Regions from separate parts of the Pan troglodytes genome. Here region 2 is linked to region 1. The links are chromatin contacts, called in public Hi-C maps. All regions are on one chromosome and are shown on one strand. Each heading gives the region's core, a stretch centred on a gene start, on an enhancer-like site or on the middle of the called end of the contact. The rest is flanking DNA. Distances are from core to core; before and after follow the strand shown.

What was found. A called contact is a pair of places that touch in the nucleus more often than the background predicts.
Region 2: a contact with region 1 is called in a Hi-C map of stem cell-derived neural progenitor cells, with 2.1 times the contacts expected there. The contact joins two enhancer-like sites. A contact is called at or near these places in 1 of 7 Hi-C or Micro-C datasets (stem cell-derived neural progenitor cells) and 1 of 1 datasets of contacts at active chromatin or transcription factors (stem cell-derived excitatory neurons).

The regions. Positions count from the first base shown.
Region 1 is chr13:137,675,017-137,681,033 of NHGRI_mPanTro3-v2.0_pri, forward strand. The region is part of intron 1 of AGAP1 (ArfGAP with GTPase domain, ankyrin repeat and PH domain 1); the gene reads left to right. LOC134808022 (a long non-coding RNA gene) reads left to right here. Exons shown (of 2, transcript XR_010149942.1): 1 at 1-3,502; 2 at 5,363-6,017. Among named protein-coding and RNA genes, the nearest start is that of AGAP1, 11 kb to the left of the region's middle. Within about 2 kb of position 3,190, at least 8 of the 24 cell types and tissues checked have an H3K27ac peak or open chromatin away from gene starts, as enhancers often do. A contact at or near this core is called in stem cell-derived neural progenitor cells, where this site is marked.
Region 2 is chr13:137,840,672-137,846,688 of NHGRI_mPanTro3-v2.0_pri, forward strand. The region is part of intron 1 of AGAP1 (ArfGAP with GTPase domain, ankyrin repeat and PH domain 1); the gene reads left to right. Among named protein-coding and RNA genes, the nearest start is that of AGAP1, 180 kb to the left of the region's middle. Within about 2 kb of position 2,185, at least 6 of the 24 cell types and tissues checked have an H3K27ac peak or open chromatin away from gene starts, as enhancers often do. A contact at or near this core is called in stem cell-derived neural progenitor cells, where this site is marked.

The DNA of each region.
Region 1 (6,017 bases), core at 1,940-4,439:
ATCGTGCTTGTGTCTGGGGCCTGGGGAGGGAAAACAAATACCACCCCCTGCAGAAGAGATCGTTAATGGATTCTTTGAATAATCAGCCAGATAGCTTGTTTGTGTGCGAGGTTGGGACATTTTCCGTAAAGAGCAGACTAAATATAGGCTCGAGGGTGGGGACCAGGGCCCGAGAGGGGGCTGCCACTGCTTGCTCCAGTATTGTTTCTTCCATTGGTAACCAGAACTTGCCACCAGTCCCGAACAGGTGGCCACCCTGAGCTCTCTGGGAACAGATTGGTGTTTTTGTTTAACCAGGGGCTCATTTGCAAATTTCACACTTCTCCCGCTGTTTGATGGGGATTGTCTTTTTTTGGGCTGCAGTGTTGGAGTATTTGTACAGTGTTTCTACACAAGCAACTGTCTAATCTTTAAAACTGCTCATGCCGTCTGGTTGTCATTAGCATCATGGTTAGAAGCTTTTTATTTGCTTTTTTTTTTTTTTTTTTTTAAGGGTGGGAAAACACTTTTCATGGTTCTGGGAGAAGAATTTCAAATAATGTCCATGTTCACAAATGATTTATGTTTGGTCTTGGAGAAATGTCAGCATTCAACAGGCTCTAGTAAATACAACCATGTTGATTTCCAGCTTAGGACGAAGCTACTGTTACCCTCTTCTCACTCAGATAATAGTCTGAAAGGCAGAACCGTATCTTTAGAAAGTGCATTTAGCTTCAATTCAATAAGTTTTAGTTTTAGCCAATAGTGACTTGTAGTATTGAGGATACTTGAAAGAAAGAAGTTAAACATTTTTTTAAAAATTTATGAACGCCTGCAACAAATAGCCACAAGACCTACCCTTTTTTCAGGAAAGAGTTTTCACTTCTTAAATGTCACCTTGGGGGCATGCCCACTGTGTGATGGTACCCTTCAGCAGGATTGGTATTGTCGGAAGTGCTGGCTAGCTTATGTAATGAAAAAGAAATTGATTTGGAAAGAGCTGATTGCCCTGAACTTCCATCCTGTTTGTGCATTGAGCTGCCCTTTTCAGTGGGGGAGAATCCAGCATATTTTCCAGGGAGGGTGTTTCCGGAAGCCTGTCTGCACCCCCTTTGTTGTTGTTTTCGAAGGTCTGGGGTGCTGCTGTGAGCCGGGATCGAGTATCTGCTCCTGTTCTGACGAGACTGCTCCTGCTGGAAGTTCAGCCTGGTGAACCTGATTTGGGAGGGGATGGTGTGATTGGCGGGGAACAGCATTGTGTTAATTTTAGCTTCAACAATCAAGCCTGGGTCTCTGAGTGTCCATGTAGTACTTGAAGTTTGGGTTTGGAATTGGTGGGATTGAGACCACTTCAAACTCTTTTATTTCTTGGAACTTGTTAGTATTTATTTATTTTTTGAGACAGGGTCTCACTCTGTTGCTTAGGCTGAAGTGCAGTGGCACTATTGGGGCTCATTTGTAGCCTCAACCTCCCAGACTCAAGTAATCCTCCCACCTCAGCCCCCGCCAAGTAGCTGGGACTCCAGATGTGCACCATGCCTGGCTAATTCATTGGATTTTTCAGTAGAGACAGGGTTTCACCATGTTGCCTGGGCTGGTCTTGACATTCTGGACTCAAGCAATCCACCTGCCTGAGCCTCCCAGAGTGCTGGGATTACAGGCATGAGCCACTGTGCCTGGCCTAGTTTTTAATTTTTGAGACAGTCTCTGTCAATCAGGCTGAAGTACAGTGGCACGATCGTGGCTCACTGAAGCCTTGCTTTCCTGAAGCGATCCTCCTGCCTTGGCCTCCCAAATAGCTGGGACCACAGGCACGCACCACCATGCCTGACTAATTTTTTTATTTTTTTTGTAGAGATGGGGTCTCGCTGTGTTGCCTTGGCCTCCCTAAGTCTTAGGATTACAGGCTTGAGCCACTGCGCCCAGCCTCGAACTCTTTTTTTTTTGACACATAACATAGAGAAAGGTGCCCGAGTCATAAAGGAGAAAGTTTTCACAAACTGATCACATGTGGGACCAGCATCCAGTTCAGTGGCCAGCACAGACTCATCTGTCGTGAGGGTCGTTAGAAATTGTAGCCCCCATTTATTGGTCTCTTCTGCCTGTGATATGTGCTTGAGTGGTTGCCTGTTTTGGGGGCTGTCAGTGTTTGAGTGGCTGCCTGTTTCGGGGGCTGTCAGTGTTTGAGTGGCTGCCTGTTTCGGGGGCTGTCAGTGTGTGACTGGCTGCCTGTTTCGGGGGCTGTCAGTGTGTGAGTGGCTGCCTGTTTCGGGGGCTGTCAGTGTGTGAGTGGCTGCCTGTTTCGGGGGCTGTCAGTGTTTGAGTGGCTGCCTGTTTCGGGGGCTGTCAGTGTGTGAGTGGCTGCCTGTTTCGGGGGCTGTCAGTGTTTGAGTGGCTGCCTGTTTCGGGGGCTGTCAGTGTTTGAGTGGCTGCCTGTTTTGGGGCTGTCATGAATAGCACCACTGTGCAGATTCTCACTTGCCTTTTGGTGCCCATATGGCCTCATTTCTGTCGGGTGTGTGCTGGGCTGTGTCTTTCTCTCTGTGGGTTGGACGTAGCTGCTCGTGAAGCCGCTCCTTCAGCCCAGCAGCCCCTACCTGGGAAACCTTTCAGTGCTTTCAAGGTTCATTTTATGACACTCAGGATGGCCGTTTGTCTCCTTTTGCTGATTTTCATTCTTTCAGTTGTTTGTTCATAAACAAATGTTTGCATGGCTAATGCATTTCCAGCACTTAGAGATTAGGTTTTTAAACTTTTGGATTGTCTGCAGGCTATTAATTCCTTGTTAGTTGAATAATGACGGCTGTGTGCATGGAGCTGTGTGAGCGAAATCCCTCACCAGGAAGAGGGCGCAGTTCCTCTGGGACTGGAACAGGGGCCCCTTTGGCTCTCCTTGGCTCCTGGCAGAAGTCAGTTGTCAACTGGGGGACTCTTTCTGGCTGAGCCCCAAGCAGCCTCAATCCATCTCTGTGCTGGGTTTTAGATAACCCGCTGGATCTGTGTTGGTCTTTGAAAGGGAATTCACTCTGTATGTTTGGCCTAAACTGTGTTATGGCCTTCATAGTTACGTATTAGCATTATTCAGTTTTTGTTGTTTGTAGCAATTATGCTGAAGACACAAAAGAAGAAAAAAAGCTAAGTGTTGCCAACTCAAGGAGTAATTTTCTTTGTTCCAGCGCTGTGTCCTGGGAGCTGCCCATCCCCCTCCACAAAGGCCAGTGCTAAACAAGGCCAGAGCCAGGAAGGACACGCGGGGCCATGGATTGAGTGAGGGCAGTGTGTGCGTGTGTGGATTTCTCTGGTGGCTTTGCAATGGCAAATATTTATTTTGAGGGATGGTGGTGGGAGGACCAAGTTTATACTCACTTTGTTTAGTAGGGGAAGTGGCTAATGTGAGAATCAATAGACAAGATTTTATCAAGCCCCTGCACTGGGCAGAGTGCAGTTTTTGAAGCTGGGAGAACAGGCAGATATGTGGGACACTCAGGGCCCTTCAGATCTCCCCCAGGAGCCACTGATACAGGTAGAGATCACAGCCACACAAGGCTGTGTGGGAGGGGCCTGGGAGATGGGGCGGAGTCCAGGGAGAGATCCTGGAAGCCAGGTAGCAGTCAGGAGGGCTTTCCAGGCTAGTGGGTACTAGGATTGGAGCATCCAGAACAGAGTCTCTTCAGCCTGGGAAGAGCGGGGTAGGCGGCCGAATGATAAGTGATCCTTGACAGCCCCCGAGAGCAGGCTGGGAGACCTTTTGTTGGACGGTCTACTACTGATTATGGATCCTGCTTGGAGAGGGGAGTGCTTTTTTTAAAATTCTTTTCTTTCTTTTTTTTTTTTTTTTAAGACGGAATCTCGCTCTGTCGCCCAGGCTGGAGTGCAGTGGTGTGATCTCAGCTCACTGCAGCCTTTGCCTCCCAGGTTCAAGCGATTCGCCTGCCTCAGCCTCCTGAGTAGCTGGGACTACAGGCATGCACCACCACACCCAACTAATTTTTATGTTTTTAGTAGAGATAGGGTTTCACCACGTTGGCCAGGCCGGTCTCGAACTCCTGACCTCAGGTGATTTGCCAACCTTGGCCTCCCAAAGTGCTGGGATTACAGGTGTGAGCCACTGCGCCTGGCCGGGAGTGCTTTGATACCCAGCTGTTACCACGCGAGATGGAGATGCTGGTGACCGGGGGTCTGGGCTGTGGGAACAGCATCAGGACTGTTTTAAGGGAGGGAGCTCATTGCAGTCAGCGTTTCCAGAAACGTGTGTTTAGAAGGCCCATTTTTCCATGGTTACTGTTACCTTGGCTCTTGTTACATAACTCTTGTTAGATCCAGATACTGAGGGTTTTTTTAATTTTTATTTTATTTTTTAATTTTTTTTTTTCTTTGAGTCAGAGTCTTGTTCTGTCACCCAGGCTGAAGTGCAGTGGTACAATCTCAGCTCACTGCACTCCCTGCCTCCTGGGTTCGAGTGATTCTCCTGCCTCAGCCTCCGGAGTAGCTGGGATTACAGGTATCTGCCGCCATGCCCGGCTAAATTTTTGTATTTTTAGTAGAGACGGGGTTTCACCAGGTTGGCCAGGCTGGTCTCAAACTCCTGATCTCAGGTGATCTACCCACTTCGGCCTCCCAAAGTGCAAGGATTACAGGCGTGAGCCACTGTGCCCGGCCCTATTTTATTTATTTATTTATTTAATTCGGGTTTCAATATTTTAAAAAATTTGAAGCCAGGTGCGGTGGCTAATGCTTGTAATCTCAGCGCTTTGGGAGGCCGAAGTGGGAGGATTGCTTGAGGCCAGGAGTTTGAGACCAGCCTAGGCACAGTGGCAAGTGCCTTTAGTCCTAGCTACTTGAGTGGCTGAGGCAGGAGGATCGCTTGAGCCAAGGAGTTGCAGGCTGCAGTGAGCTATGATTGCATCACTGCACTCCACCCTGGGTGCCAGAGTGAGATCTTGTCTCAAAAAAAAAAAAAAATTGAACTGTGATGACTATGATATTGTCTTTTGGGGGGTTTTCTGGACATAAAATTCAGAATTTTACATAGAAACTTGAATTTATTTGTCCAAGAGTTTCTTGTTTTGAAAATAGGATGCCACTGGGAACATTCTTGGTTAGGAGCCACCGGAAGCCGGGTCTATATGGGCAGGGCCAGTGAGATGCAAAGCCACACACGAAAGCTAAGCACACACTCTTGTTTTCCTCACTCACATCCATGTTCATCCTCTTTCCTGTGTTGACGGTTTGCAAAGCTGGGAGAGAATGAGGGCAGGGGCCTCAGGAAGTGAACGGCAGAGCAGGTGGCATAGACACCTCAGCCGTCTGCCCACAGGGTATGGGCAAGGTTTGTTTTGGTGACTTTTTCTTCCAGTCTTGTGTACATTATTGTCTCTCACAGGACTTGAGCTTGGAGGGAGCTGGAGTGGCCGCTTGCTGAGTCTTTCTCCCTGGAGCCCATGGGCAGCTGGTTACCTCGCGCCGGGGCGACCCTGACTTAGGACCTCCTGCCGTTTCTCTGGGTGACTGCTCTGTAGTCGTGCGTCGTCTCTTTAATGCTGAGCATCAGTACCTGCACAGCCCTGAATGGAGCAGCTGCCCAGAATCTGTCTTGTCATCGATAGATGGACAGTTGCCGAGTGTCCTGCGTGCCAACTGACTAAGGAGTTTTTGTCTCTGTCACCCTGTCCCCTGTGGTTTTATTCAGACATTAGTTATGAATCCGTGTTTAGGATGAGAAGATGTAAACAGTGAGGAGGATAAGTGAGAAGTTAGCAAGAGTCTGGATGGTGATGGCGGGGGAGCGCTGGTGGAGGAGTCGGGGGCGTCCCGCTGGACTGGGGCACAGCTCTGCAGCAGCAGCCGGTGCGGTTTTGCCTTGTAAGTGACACCGTTGCCTGCAGGCATCTCTGACAGCTGCTCCTGCTCCAGATTCCAGAAATTTCTATGGAACATTTCCTGAACCATCCTCCTGGTTTCTTCCCTTCCCCTCACTGAATAAAATCCGTAATAGCACCTGCCGCTTGAGTGTTTGTCTCTGCAGGATGCCGTGTTCA
Region 2 (6,017 bases), core at 935-3,434, 160 kb after region 1:
GGATTACAAGCATGAGCCACCACACTCGGCCTGATTTAATATCTTAAGTCACCTTTGCCTGACACCTTGCCTGACAAGAAAAACTACCAAGAAATATCTAATATTTTCCTTTTGTTTGGGAATAAGAATCTACTCACAATGGACACTTGCTGGCTTGTTTTAAAACCAAGCTTGCTTCTCACTGGCCTGTTTAAGTGGAAATGAAGTCTCAGTGTGGGGTCCGATGCTTCCTATGGCTGCATGGAGGAAAGGAGTCTGGGCCTGAATCTCCCGTGTTCCTCATGCTTGGGTAGAACTAAAGCCTCTTGTTCTGTGATGTGGCAGTTCCCATTCTCAGAGGATAAAGTATGTGTGAGTGATGCCACCTCAACCCTTAGCCAGGTGCAGGCGTAACAAGGGAGACCCACCTGTTCAATATAGTGAGACCCCCATCTTTACCATAAATGAAAAAAACATTAGCCAAGCATGGTGGCTCACGCCGGTAATCCCAGCACTTTAGGAGGCCAAGATGGGAGAATCATCTGAGGTGAGGCGTTCGAGACCAGCCTGGGCAACATGGCAAGACCCTCCTCTCTACAAAAAAATTTAAAAATTAGCCAGGGGTGGTGACATGTGCCTGTGGTCCCAGCTATTCAGGAGGCAGGAGGATCACTTGAGCCCAGGAGTTCAAGGCTGTAGTGAGCTATGATCTTGCCACTGCACTCTAGCCTGTCTGTGTGGTGGTGTGTTCATACACAATAGACATCGCCAGTGTTCTGTTGGCAGGAATTGCTATCGTTGGTCCTTAAGGAAAAACACAGGAAGGATGCAGGTGCTCAGAGGACCTTCTGGGGTCTTTTTTCCTGCTGGATCAATGTTCCTGCCCTACAGACAGACCATACTTGTCCTTCCTCGACTAGCAGATAAGGGTCAAGTTCTCATCTCTTTTACAGTTCCACGTTTAACCTTCAGCTTTTAAAACGAGAGAAATAGGGTCCCCAGTGAGTTCAGCTGGAGTGTCCCAGGCAAAGGGATGCGTGCAGAATTTTCAGTTCCTAGAAGCTGAGCATCATGGCAAATCTTAGCTTAGAAACCATTCTACCATGACATTCTCAGATGAGAATTTGAGTCTCATGCTAAAAATATAAAAGTATTAATAAGACGTTACTATCTTGGTAATTGCTTCTTCTTACATGTATCTGTCAGTCAGCTGGCTACCAGAAAATAGCCTTTGATGTACCCACGGAGGGGCTCTTGGTGGACTCCCGGGGTGGGCATGCTCAGGCCTGGGCAGTACCAGTGGTTGGCCAGTTTCTACCATCAGCAGACGCGGTTCTGCTAAGATACTGCAAACGTGATTACTGGCTGTCAGGTTCTGTTATTTGGAAAGCCAGCCTGTGTAGCAGATGGCTCTGCTGACTGGCTACCAGAAGTTTCCTTTAAATAAGGCTTATCAGCTCTAGCAACACTTGGAAATACTATTCTCAAGGAGAATGTTTGATTTATAGGTAGCTAGAAATGACCCGGGACAGAGGAGTCGTGAGACGGTGGCCAAAGCATCTCATAAACTTGGAACTAAGGGAGCGAAGCCAGCTGCTGAGGGTGATGAATGGGGGATAGCTAGGGCTGGCACCTTTCCTGAACTCTCCTCTGCAGTCTTCCTCTCTCGGGCAGCATTAGTCCCTGCAGCACGGAGGCATTACCCGGCTGCTGTTTGGTTTTGAGGTAGCAGTGAAATCAACTACATGCTTTAAAAAAAAAAAATTGGTGATATGCTCCATGGCATGAAAAAATTCAAGAAATGGCAGTCTAGTGTTTAAAAAGCCACAGGAAAATAAAGCATAATGCCACCTGAACATATATAGTATTGTGATTTTTTTTTTTCTCTTCAAAAAAGGCTGGTGTGGCTTTGTAGAAGGGGATTTAGATTTTGGAGTGACATGTCGGGAGCATGTGTCTTCTTTGCATCGGGAGAGCCCATCTCTCTAAGGCAGTGGGGAAAGGCAATTCTCTGTGACCAGGTTTTTCAGCACCCACAGTTGCACTTGACATGGCATCATTATGACTGGTGTGGAAAATAAGTGCTTCCTTCTGAGGTGGAAATGCTGAAAGATCACAAACACACTGGCTATGGCTGGAAGAGGTTCCCTGGAAGAGTCAGTGTCATCTAAGGTGGATGGAATGGATTCTTCTACTCCGCAGCCTGCATCTCGTATGGCAAAGTGCAAAACCTGGGATGGATTCTCGACAAAGGTACAGTATTTGGGAGACACAAACAGTCCAGTATTTTAGCCCTGAAGGAATACTACCTTATTTTTTACTTTGGGCTCTATGAATGCTTCAGATAACAAGCCAGATAGATTTACATACCTTAATTATGGACAAACTACTTTCATATTAAAGTTCATCTCAGTATGTGAACATTGCCATGGTCTCAAACAGTGAGAATTGACCTCCCCCTCCCACACCTGGCTAAGTTAGGAGCCCAGGGTTCTGGTCCCACCCTTGACAGTAGCAGAGATCTCTATCTTTCCACGTTGCTGTTTGTTTCTCAGCTTACAGACCTGGGTGACCTTTAAGTCTGTACAGCTGCAGTGATAAAATTTTAGACTTTGCCAAATTTTAGTGGTGTTCATCATTAAAGAGGCGGGATGGCCCTGTAGCTGTCTCTGGGATTATCGCGAAGCTTTTCTCTCCCTCGCTGTCTTTCTGTGGTAAAATCACGTAGCCTTAGCATTTTTCGGGAGTTGGGTCAATTCTTTGAGGACAGAACCCCTGCGTTGTCACTGTGTAGCATTGCAGTAGGTACTCAATATATATTCGATGAATAAATGAACCAATAGAAAACCGAGTAAGTCTGTGAAAGTTTGCTAAAAATGCTACCTGGAAATGTCAAGGTAACATTTACATTTGATTTGTGTGGAGTTCAGTAATATTCACATGTTTACTTTGGTCTTTGTTATCAACAAAGCAGAATGCTGATGCTTACTAAGACAAAAAAAAAAAAAAAAATGAGCACAGGCAGTGTGACCCCCAAACCCCAGATTTCACCCTTACTGAGGAGCTGTGTAGCCCTGGGGAAGTGCCCTCTGTCTCCGAGCCTCTGCATCTCCCTAACCAGATGGGCGCTAGGCTGTCATTCTGAACCATTCTGACAGATGAATCCCGCCTGGCTGCTACTCTAGAAGTTGGGGGTTCTTGGTTCTTATCAAAGAGGGCTTCTTTAGCCTGGCGTGGTGGCTCACGCCTGTAATCCCAGCACTCTGGGAGGCTGAGGTGGGCGGATCATGAGGTCAGGAGTTCGAGACCAGCATGACCAACATGGTGAAACCCCATCTCTACTAAAAATACAAAAATTAGCTGGGACTGGTGGCGCGCACCTGTAATCCCAGCTACTCAGGAGGCTGAGACAGGAGAATCACTTGAACCCAGGAGGTGGAGGTTGCAGGAGCCAAGATCGTGCCATTGAGCTCCGGACTGGGCAAGAGCGAGTGAGCCTCTGTCTCAAAAAAAAAAAAAAAAAAAAAAAAAGGCTTCTTTATTGAAACTCAAAAGGTAAAATGATTCTGTCTTGGAGACCCCTCCTTACAATGAGGATGTAATCAGAGGTACCACATCCAGAGCCCTTAGAGTTTGAGTAGCAGGTAGGCTGAGGTGTGACCCTGTGATGGTGAAAATCATGTTAAGGTTGAGGCCACAGAGGGTGCTCAGGTGTATTTTAAAGTATCCTTTCAAGATAAATAAAGTGAATCACCTAGCAGTCACTCTGACTTATTTCATTAAATCTGAATATTAAATTTAATGCTGTCATAAAATCTAGATTTCCTAGGCTATAACTTCTATAACTTCCTTCAAAAGAGAGCTTGCCCAATTCAGTTTTATGCCACTTCCAGTGTCGTGAACACAATAGGTACCCCCACAATAAGATTAAAGTAGGGAAAGCTGGCACCTGACAATCCCTGCCTGCAAATAGCAAATCCCAAAGTTATGCTTCCACCTGGCCTGGCCACCAGCACCTTGCCCAGAAACAGCCTGTAGCAAGCTGTGGCATTTCTAGGCCTGGAGAAGGTCGTGTAAGCATGTGGTGTGATTAGGGGACATTGTATTTTTCCTTCTGAAACTTTTCATCAAGGAAACTCTGAAACAATACATCTGTGTTTAAGACAGCTTGAGGAACTGATAAGTTGATCACCTATGTCTAAATATTGTGGCCTCCGATAACATCCTAGACCAGTATCTATCAGCCCACCAGGTAGGAAATGGGGGATTTGATGGAAGAGAAGTTCAGTTTTCATTATTAATGGTGAATATTTAGCATGTACACAGAATGCCTGGCACATAGGATTTTAACCAATTTAATCTTCACAGGAATGCTCAAAGTTTAGGAGCTTTTATCGGCACCCCTGTTTTACAGGTGGAAAAGCAAGTGGTTTGTCAGTGAATAAGCCTGGCTTGCGGGCAGGCACGTCTGTCTTCTTGCTCTTAACCGCAGTATTCTCCTGTCTGTTGTCATGGGGAGCAAGTGCTTACCTGTAAGGAATCTTTCCCCACACATTGGTAAAATAACCCTACAAGATTATTTTAGAAGTTTTGCGCAGAGGCAGTATCGTAGCCATGGAGGTTTATCTGGGGTGAGGTTATTGATAATTGAAAATGAAAACAATAAAGACAGAATTATGTTAGGAGACAGACTGTGGCCCTTCATTGGGATGGCATTGGTGTACACAGCACCCTCACAGTCACATCTCTTTGTTCTCGTCTTCCTGGAAGCCCACTTGTTCCTAGGTGAGGTTGGCGGTAACAGGTACCAAAGACTGTTTTTTAAACAAGTCACATGAGTTGCATCTTCGAGGCTGCATGGTTAGGAAAGATGCCTCATATAAACGCGCAGCAGGTGAGACATGCCCCTCGTTTTGTTCTTGCAGGCCAAGCCCCAGAGTGTGCGTGGTTTTAGGGTGCAGGCTGGTGCTGGGCTAGGCCCCTCGGAGGCTCCGGTCCGCGCTGCGCCGATCCATCCCGGCGCTTGGGCCTGCACGCCGCCGCGCTCGCCGCCGCCGCCGCCGCGCTCCCGGGACTCGGCCAGCCCGGCTGGGCGCGCGGCCCGCGGTCCCTGCACGTCGGCCCCCGTCGCCCGCCCCGCCCCGGCGCGCGTTTCCATTTTAAACCGCCGCCCGCCGCCCGCCACCCTTCGGCCGCAGCCGGTGCAGCTGTCCGCGCGTCCCGGAGCCCAGGGAGTGGCGGAGGCTGCGGAACCGCCGAGCTGTGCAGCCGGAGCGGGAGGATGCGCACTGGCCCCGCGTCGTAGACAATGAAGCCGCGGGCGCCGCCGCCCGCCCTGGGCCCTGCGCACCGCGGCCGCACCTGCCGGCGAGAGCGCTCTAGTGCCTGACCGGCCGCCTCGCCTGGCCCCGCCGGCCCATGGCTCGGCGCCCCGGGCCCGGACCCCGGCACTCGGGCGGCGCGGCGCACGGGCCGGCGGGTGCCAGGGGCGCCGTCCCCGCAGCCTGAGTGCGGCCCTCGCGGTCAGCGGGGGGCGTGGGCCACACTCCCGGCCCGCCTGCCCTCCCCGCTTAGCCCGGCGCCCTCCCGGCCCGCGGGCTCGCTGGATGCGGCGGGGCCCCAGCGCGCGGGCGACATGTACTTGTTGGACGGCAGTGGCGAGCCCGCGTCGCCACCCGCGGACGCGATGCCGCGCGGGACGCCCCCTAGAAAGACTGTCTACCGCATCTCCGTGACCATGGTCAGGAAGGAGCAGCTGGCCGCGCCGGGCCCCGGCGGCCCGGACCCACGCCCGGTTCGGCGGCCCCGGCCCGCGCGCTCCCCGGACGCGCCCGGGAGGCTTGAGGAGGAGGCCGAGGAGGCGGAGGGTGCCGAGGAACCGGAGGGTCCCCGGCCGCGCGCTTGGGATTTCCGCACCTTCCGCACCCGCAGCACCGGGCAGCTGGAACTGGGGCGGCTCCGGCCGTGCGCACGCGGCCTGGAGCCCGCGGACCTGGCCGGCAGCGCCCCGGCCGAGGAGGAGAGACGCGGCTCGCCCG